2 separate regions of the Drosophila melanogaster genome follow, and region 1 is linked to region 2. The links are chromatin contacts, called in public Hi-C maps. All regions are on one chromosome and are shown on one strand. The core of a region is the stretch at or near the end of the contact, and the rest is flanking DNA. Distances in the headings are between cores, read along the strand shown. Region 1 holds the start of CG41128. Region 2 holds the start of Alg-2 (Apoptosis-linked gene-2).

Region 1 (4,286 bases), core at 882-3,381, 130 kb before region 2:
ATAGATTTCTCTTCAAGACGGATAATGGTGATCACAAATGGATTATAATATTAAATTGTCTTTTTTGGAATATTTTTGGAAAATCACATAATTCAACACTCTTAAGGCCTCAGTATTAATAAGCACTAAATAAGTATATTATTTTCATTACTCAATTAAATATTTTATTTGAATTAAAAGGTAATAATCTTTATTTTAAAGAATTTAAATCCTTTTCACACGTCCTATAAGCGATGCCCATTCCAAATCCAGCGCCGAGCCATACAGGCCATGCTCGTCTCTTTAAAATTAAGAAAGATACAGCAGATCCAATAATTACGCCTCCACCTGAAAAAAAGTGGTATTTTATTTATCCAATTTAATTTAATTAGTTAAATTATTTAATTGAGCTAATATTAGAGTGAGCTTGGTACGATTTTTTTAGATATGTTTGGCAAGACAAATAGTAAAATCAACATTTTCAACACATTTTTAAAAATTGTGGTTGTGGCAGTATTGGGTGGTCGGTGGATCCCAAAGAAGCTGGGGTCGGAAAATCGAAATTTGATAAATGGAATTGTTTGCCCATGGTTGCCGACAAATTAGTTTTTTTTTGCAATTGAAAAAAAAAATATTTCGAGAGGTGGGCTAACGAAATTAGTTACTTTTAAGGGTGGGCAAACTATAAATATTTTTGAACAGGTATTTTTTAATGTTACAAAAATAAATTAAGTATTAAATAAAACGATAGAAAAATGGAAGTGCAAATAAAAAAAATTTTAAAGGATAGACAAATGATGAAAACTAATGTTAAAGTATGGGCAAATCTAATTTTAAAGGATGATATCGATTCTTAAAAACCGTTTTATCAAATGGTAATGAAATGTTATTAATTGAAAAAAATAATATTTCGAGAGGTGGCTTAACAAAATTAGTTACTTTAAAAGGTTGGGCAAACGATAAATATTTTTAAACAGGTATTTTTTAAGGTTACAAAAATAAATTAGGTATAAAAAAAAAACGATAGAAAAAGTCAACGTTTTTATTTTCGCGAATTTTCTTTTTCGAAAATACAGATCTCGAAATCTGGACGTGGGCATAAAAACTAATTGGTGGGCAAACGATTTTAGCTTTCAAATATCTAAAATTCGATTTTTCCGACCCCAGCTTCTGTGAGCTGGCTTGTGGGCTTTGGAATGACTCCAAAAGGGTAGCAATCGTCCTTGGAAATTCCACAGCTGATTGATTTATGAAGAAACATCAGTTTGAAAATTACAGAATTGGTGGGATGGAGGAAGTCCAATGTGCACGAAATTATTCAAAAGATTCCGATCTTAAAAGTTTTTCGCAAGGCCGAACTAGGAAAAACGTGTAATACACCGCATACCAAAGATTTTCACAAAAAAGTTAGCTTTAAAAGCCTCAAGAACAATGAGTAGAGTAAGATTGAAGAAAGTTGCAAATTTGGATACCAAACCGTTTTAAAACAAAATGCTGAGAAAGTGAAAATCGCAAACAACTTTGCCTCTTACTAAGCCAACTCGTTTCCTAATAGCCTGCAAATTTTCATAGACAGCAAGGATTTGCAACGAAATATTAAAATTGTTATTTGCATAATTCTATCAACAATTCAAATAAAAAATTATTTTATATCCCGAACTTCGGCATATTTTGATGTTTTTTGGAAATCTGCGAGGTATGATTACGTTTCTGAATGTTTAGCTTAAGCAAACCATTTTAATTATAAAATTATTTTTAGTTTGCAAGATTTAAACAATACACTTGTCTACTCATGCCATACAACTTTATACAACTTAGCCTAGCCAAATTATAATTTTTCATACATCATATGCTGGGTTATTAAAAATGGTAATAAATGCCATTTAAAATACCGTTTTGATTTTGCTTTTAAAAATTGATATTTCAATATGCAAATACCACGGTTTAAAAATGTTACGTAAATGTTCGTACTCACATCCTTTAATTAATACATCAGAAACGCAATGATCTAATCTATTGCATATTTTTTCCTCGAAAATATTATCGCGAGAAGTCATTTTTATTGCCAAAACAACGTTAAAAGGACTTAAAAAATTATTAACGTAAAATTATTAGTAGTCAAACGCGCACTGGCCAATGGGTAATACCAGTACTTTGTAAATTTCGATGTGCGTCAAGATAACGTCGATAAGTTGCCAACAATTAAGAAACTATGGAGAGAGAAACACGGATTCATATTATAACCTCGCAGAGAATATTTTAATATCTTTAAAAAAGTTGCGAGGCATTAAAGAAGACATTTACGGCTGTATAAAAACACTACATTCTTAATAAGTACGAATAGCCAAGTCAATATAACCATGCCCTCCTGTCCTTCCTTTTGCAAACTGGCTTCTACGCTTCAAAGCTAAGAAACTAATTACAGTTTGTCAAGAAACTGTGAAATAAGTTGAATTTTTGATTTTAAAGGTAAAAATGAAGGGTTCTTTGCTTAATTAAACGCAATTCTTTTATTCAATATAATTAAACAACATTTATTTTAAGTATAAATCAAAAAACAAATTAAAAATATTAAATATACAAGAAAATAAACAAGAAATTCCAAGTTTACACACTTCAAGAAACTCTTTACACAAAACACTTAATCGAAGTTTACTCCTAAATTTTTAAATTATTTCATTAAAATTTTAAAAGTTTTAGTATGTAGTATGTTCCCCGTTGGCTTACGCTACAAGTTGAAGCCTTTTTTTTCATGGAATGGATAAGTTTTTGTAGGTCATATTCAAGCAGGATCTTTTCACACCATTCGACTATTGCAGTCATAAGCTGTTGTCGTGTTTTAGGGCCCTTTTTGCCACCTTCTTCTTTAAGTAGGTCCACAAATTTTCAATGGGGTTCAGATCAGGACTCTAAGGGGGCTTATCGATCACTTTACCACAGTTATAAAGGAGCCAGGTGCGTACATTGCACATACTACATACTAAAATTTTTAACATTTTTATGAAATAATTTAAAAATTTAGGAGTAAACTTCGATTTAGTGTTTTGTGTAAAGAGTTTCTTGACAGTCTCAAAAGTGTGTAAACTTGGAATTTCTTGTTTATTTTGTTGTATAATTAATATTTTTTTGACTTATAAGTAAAATAAATATTGTTTAACTATATTTTATAAAAAATTGCGTTTAATTAAGCAAAAAACTCTTAATTTTTACCTTTAAATTCAAAAATTCAACTTATTTCACAGTGTGTAAACAGTTTCTTGACAAACTGTATATATGAATGAAACTTTCCAACAAGTCTTTTTTTAATTACAGGTAGTATAAAACGCAGACATAATCGGTCTCTTATATCATGTTTATAATATATTAACTTATATATAACTATATATATTTATATATACATATTTATATATATATATATATTTACATATATATATATCCTATATATTCCTTCTTGTTTCACCTAAAGTTTACTTCATTTTGGGCCTACTAACAAAATTAAACGGCCCAGGTTAAGAAAAAACTATTCACACTTTTGCAGAAAGTTGAGGAATTTATAAATAATATAGGCTAATACATGTCCTGCACCAATGTAATAACAATACGGATGCTATGTATTACTTCGTTCCCAGAGCACTGTATCCTAAAGATTTTTTATGTTTAGTGATTATAAAAAGGCATATTAAGTTATGCTCAACAGTTTTCGAGGAGACAACATTTTCCAATTCTTTTTACCCTTGGACGTGCACGCACAGATTAGCTTAAACAATATTCGATATCCACTAATATTTCATACCTGTTTCTCAGATCAAAGACACTAGAAGAACAAGATGCGTAACGGCCATACATTGGTTTGGCACTATGCAGCCACTTTTTTAGTGACGGCCAAAATTGCTCTCTTTCCGCTCGCTCACGCTGAGAGCGTAAGAAATCTAAAAATAGAATTTGCTTGCTTGTGTGAGTAAAAACAGGAGACGAGAACGCTTATATTTGTGCGTAATAGATAGACGATTTTCGGGTCGAAATCAATTCTGATCGAAGAAACGAATTTACATTGTACATATTAGGGTAGTTTTGCCAATTTCGTAGCAATATGATATAATAAAATAATTTTTAAAAATTCGCGCCCTGACTATTATAATTTTAAAGCTTTTTAAATTTGTTTGTTAAAATTGCCGCTCGAATTAGCTACCGTTTACAAATTTATATTTATGTTTAATTCTAATTTGTCTCTCATCTGACAATTTTTAAAAAGCGAAATATTTTTTTTGAAACACTTTTAATGTTAATTTTACATCATATTAAGTCAA
Region 2 (3,966 bases), core at 479-2,978:
CAACTGAAAAAAAAGAGAGAGTGCTATAAACAAGTTCCCTGACTATTAGATACCCGTTACTCAGCTAGTGTGAATGCGAATGCGAAATTTTTTTATTCTTCTGGGATATCGATAGATATTGGGGATTAAAATGAGAAAAAATTTAAGAATTGTTCCAAAGTGTGGGCGTGACCGGTTCGACGACTTTAGGGCGTTAAAGTGGGCGTGGGAGAAGCTGCGTCTATGTCTCTAGAATCTGTATGCTTAATCTCAACCTTCTAGCTTTAATAGATTCTGACATATAGATTTACACTCGGCTGTTGATCCTGATCAAGAATATATGCTTATTTTTGCCTGTTACAGACTTTTAATCTAGTATAACCTTTTGATTTGTGGGATTAAAACGTTCTAAAGAAAATATGCCCTGCGTAAGCATTGCTAGAATCACTAGTTACTCTACGAGTAACGGGTATAACAAATTAGAATGCTATGGTAAATTACCTTGCCTATCATAGCTTAAAAGATGTGTATTTAGATATTGATAGAAATAAGTAAAGTTGTGGACGCTTTAGCCGCTTTGTGGGATTGCTAGAATCACTAGTTCACAACGTTTATACTAGTGTTTCTGATCAGGGATATACACACTTTATAGGGTCGAAACCGCTTCCACTACATACTTCTCAACGAACGAACGGGTATACTACCCGTTTACGAGTAAAAGGTATAAAAAGGATGGCATAGAGGGAAATGCGCCAACAACGGGAAACGACAACAACTTATATATGAATATAATCAATAATAGGAAATATAGACATAAGCACTCTCAGCTAAACTTTACACATCCTTAGCGAGCATAACAATGGGAAAAGCATTGCTATAATATCTCCAACTTCTCCAACTTGCACACCCCCAATCGAAGTAATGGGTATCTGATGATTAGCATACCTCCCGTGCACTCCCACTACCTGAGTAACTGGTAGTAAAGAACTCGACTATAGCGTTCTGACATATTTATAAGTGGTGAGCGTTTGTTTGCAAAGACATTAGAAAAAACCCGAAACGCCATACAATTTTTTCGTGCTGGCTTCAAAGCTATCTCAAAAATTTTTTCATAAGCCAGACAGCGAAAATCTCTAGAGCCAACAGCTACCTTGTACTCATATATTGCAATAACAGTCATACTTACATACAGCACAATACAACATTGAATAAAATCATCGAAAAGAATTGTACCACGCCCAAAGCGGTCAAATTTTCGTAGTAAGACGTCGATTAGGTGGTCAGATAAACGATAACCAAATGATGTCAGTGCTGTTTTCAGCTCAGTTTTGTCAATATTTCCAGAATTGTCACGATCAAAGGATCGAAAACAATTTTGCCAATCCGTCACATACTTCCACAACGCTCCAAAATCTTTAAAGGACACAGTCCCTTTATTTTCACGATCAAACATTCCAATCATCAAACGGATAGTCTCCGGATTAAATGCAGACCAGGTACCATTCGAAAGGGCCACTTGTAGCTCATCTGCGGATATATGACCACTCCTATCTTTATCCACTCTAAAAAAAAGTCGCTTTATCGCTAGTTAGAAGTATTTATTCTGTGACTGTTACCTTTGAAAAACATCCCAAAGAAATTGCTGGTCTGGCATACCATCATGATTGTAGGCCATTGGTGGATACAATTGGTTTGTTACAGTGCAAACTTTGCAGAATAAAACTGTTATCGTTTATTTGAGGACATACAATTTTTGATTAATATCAATGTGCAATAATTTGACAATTTTAATTATACCATATTCCAACAGACCTAAATGTTTCATTATAGACTATTCGCACAGACAACAGTTGAGAGATTTAATTCTAATATATGATATAGATTATTTATATCGCCATTAGTAAGCTAGCTCAACAAGTTTTGACATAGTTTTAAGATTTAAGATATGTAATTAAAAGGAAATAGGTCTGTTAAAAAATCGCTTTTCCGTAACCAATTTTTAAAATTGACTAATGGATTAGCTAACGGAAAATCCCTCTTCTGTTTTAGGAGAGTAAATATATAGATATAGAATAAAACACCTAAACGCATATATAACGAAACTTTTTTCCCTAACCTTCAGCTATTTATATGGCACAACTAAACTGCAGATTAACCACCCACAGGTAGACCTTTAAGAATGCTACAGAAAACACTTTCGCTTCAATTTCGCTACAGCACGAAAACACTCTCTTTGACTCTTTGATCAAAGTCAAAAACACATACAAAATTTTTTTTTACAAAATTTAAAATTATTCTTTTTAAGTGATTAAAATAGCCGTATTAATAATTACATATGTAAGCATAATCATTATGGCCCAGTGCCCAATCCAATACAATTTGTGCACCTGCAGTGACACTATTTAGTAAGAATTTAGAATAATATTATATAAAAACACGAAACCAGAGTAGAATTTTTGGAGTATCAGATACCCGATACTCATCTAGGGGGAGAGAGCTGTAGAAATTTAAAAATATTTGTTTCTTTGTTAAGCTTTAATATATTAAACTATTTATTAAATTTTTAGGTGACGATTTATTTTGCCATTTCATTAGAAACTGGTAAAGCAAAAAATGAAATTTAAAATCATAGTTCAAAAAATTTTTTAAATGGAGGAATAAAAATTTTGTACGTTTGTGTCAAACCCAAACTAAGGCAGACGAAGCGTGTCAGGTAATTGAGCCAATTGGAACATTATCATCGGGGATATAACATTGTTCCAAAGTGTGGGCATGACTGGCTGGTCGACTTTTGGGCGATAGAGTGAGCGTGGCAAAAAGTTTTTTGGCAAATCGATACAAATTTACAGGATGGCATTGCCGGCCGTCCTAACACAAGTAACAGCCAACGATTACCAGCTATCTCTGGAGTACGAACATGACGTGAGTTTAAAGAACTTGGAAAAGATGGCCGAGGTCATTCCTAACGGAGGCAGAATTGGCTCTGCTCACCTTTTCTCTCTTGTGTTTCCTGTGGAGGAAACCAGGCAATATCACCGTGATCTCGCATCCGCCCGTTGCCTCCGGACAGACCAAGGCTACTTAACCTGTGGGACGCAGGTCTTAAAGGGGGAGGAGTTAAAACGCAGCACTTTCTTCTCGGGGTAAGCGGGGCAGTTCCTACCCCACCACCATCGCAGCGTCAGCATCTGGCTCGCTGGCACCACTGCAGCGGCGGTCATTGTTCTGTAAGCGGTTCAGTTCGTACCCCACCTTCATCGCAGCGTCGAAGCCGACAACATTAGCGTCCGGTTGATTGAATTTTTCTATCCTAAGTGTATTGAAATAAATTGATTATTATATATGGAATATATTACGAATTGTTATAGATCATCTGGATCATCATCACCTTTTTTAGGATTTCAGAATGATTTCGCTATGGGAATTTATTGTTTTCTTTTGAATTATTAATTTGAATAATAATGATAGAAATTGTCTTTTTGTATAATTCTAATTGATTATAGGATTCTTAGCTATGTGTGAATGAAGTAAATCTTCGCTGTTGACTGTCTGTCATGCAATTGTTATTCTCCTAATATTTCTTTCAAAGCTTAAACTGTACTGCCTGTCCGTTTATATTCCATATGCCTAAATCTACATTTTGTTTAACAATTATATTACAGGAAGTGCACTTAAAACTTGTTTCGCGTAGTGTGTTATATGAAATAGGAGGATCACACGGAAATCCCAGTGATCTAGTGAACACAGGTCTGGGAGTTCTCATGGGCAACCAATGGCCCTATAATGAACACTCATTAGAAACGGGCAAAAAATGAAATTTAAAATCATAATTTAGTAGTCTTATGACGAAGAATTGGCCAAATTTTGTTAAACTGCCTTGCCAAAAATTAATAAATTATGTAAATAAAGCACAGAATATAACAAAAAAAAAAAAACATTAAACGTGTTGTTTGAACACAACAAAACAATCGTACTCTCTGAGGGAGT

Evidence for each region. Hi-C and Micro-C count contacts between places; a contact is called where the count stands out from the background.
Region 1: a Hi-C map of the S2 cell line shows a contact between it and region 2, with 2.1 times the contacts expected there. The contact joins the promoter of CG41128 here to the promoter of Alg-2 in region 2. A contact is called at or near these places in 11 of 107 Hi-C or Micro-C datasets (the Kc167 cell line, the OSC cell line, the S2 cell line and 2 more) and 1 of 6 datasets of contacts at active chromatin or transcription factors (the Kc167 cell line).

What each region holds. Positions count from the first base shown.
Region 1 is chr3R:3,748,208-3,752,493 of dm6, reverse strand. CG41128 reads right to left here and starts at 2,131. Exons shown (of 2, transcript NM_001015402.3): 1 at 1,955-2,131; 2 at 141-327. The coding sequence starts at 2,036. The coding sequence ends at 191.
Region 2 is chr3R:3,620,905-3,624,870 of dm6, reverse strand. It overlaps Alg-2 (Apoptosis-linked gene-2), which reads right to left and starts at 1,728. Exons shown (of 3, transcript NM_001110989.3): 1 at 1,596-1,728; 2 at 1,166-1,541. The coding sequence starts at 1,654.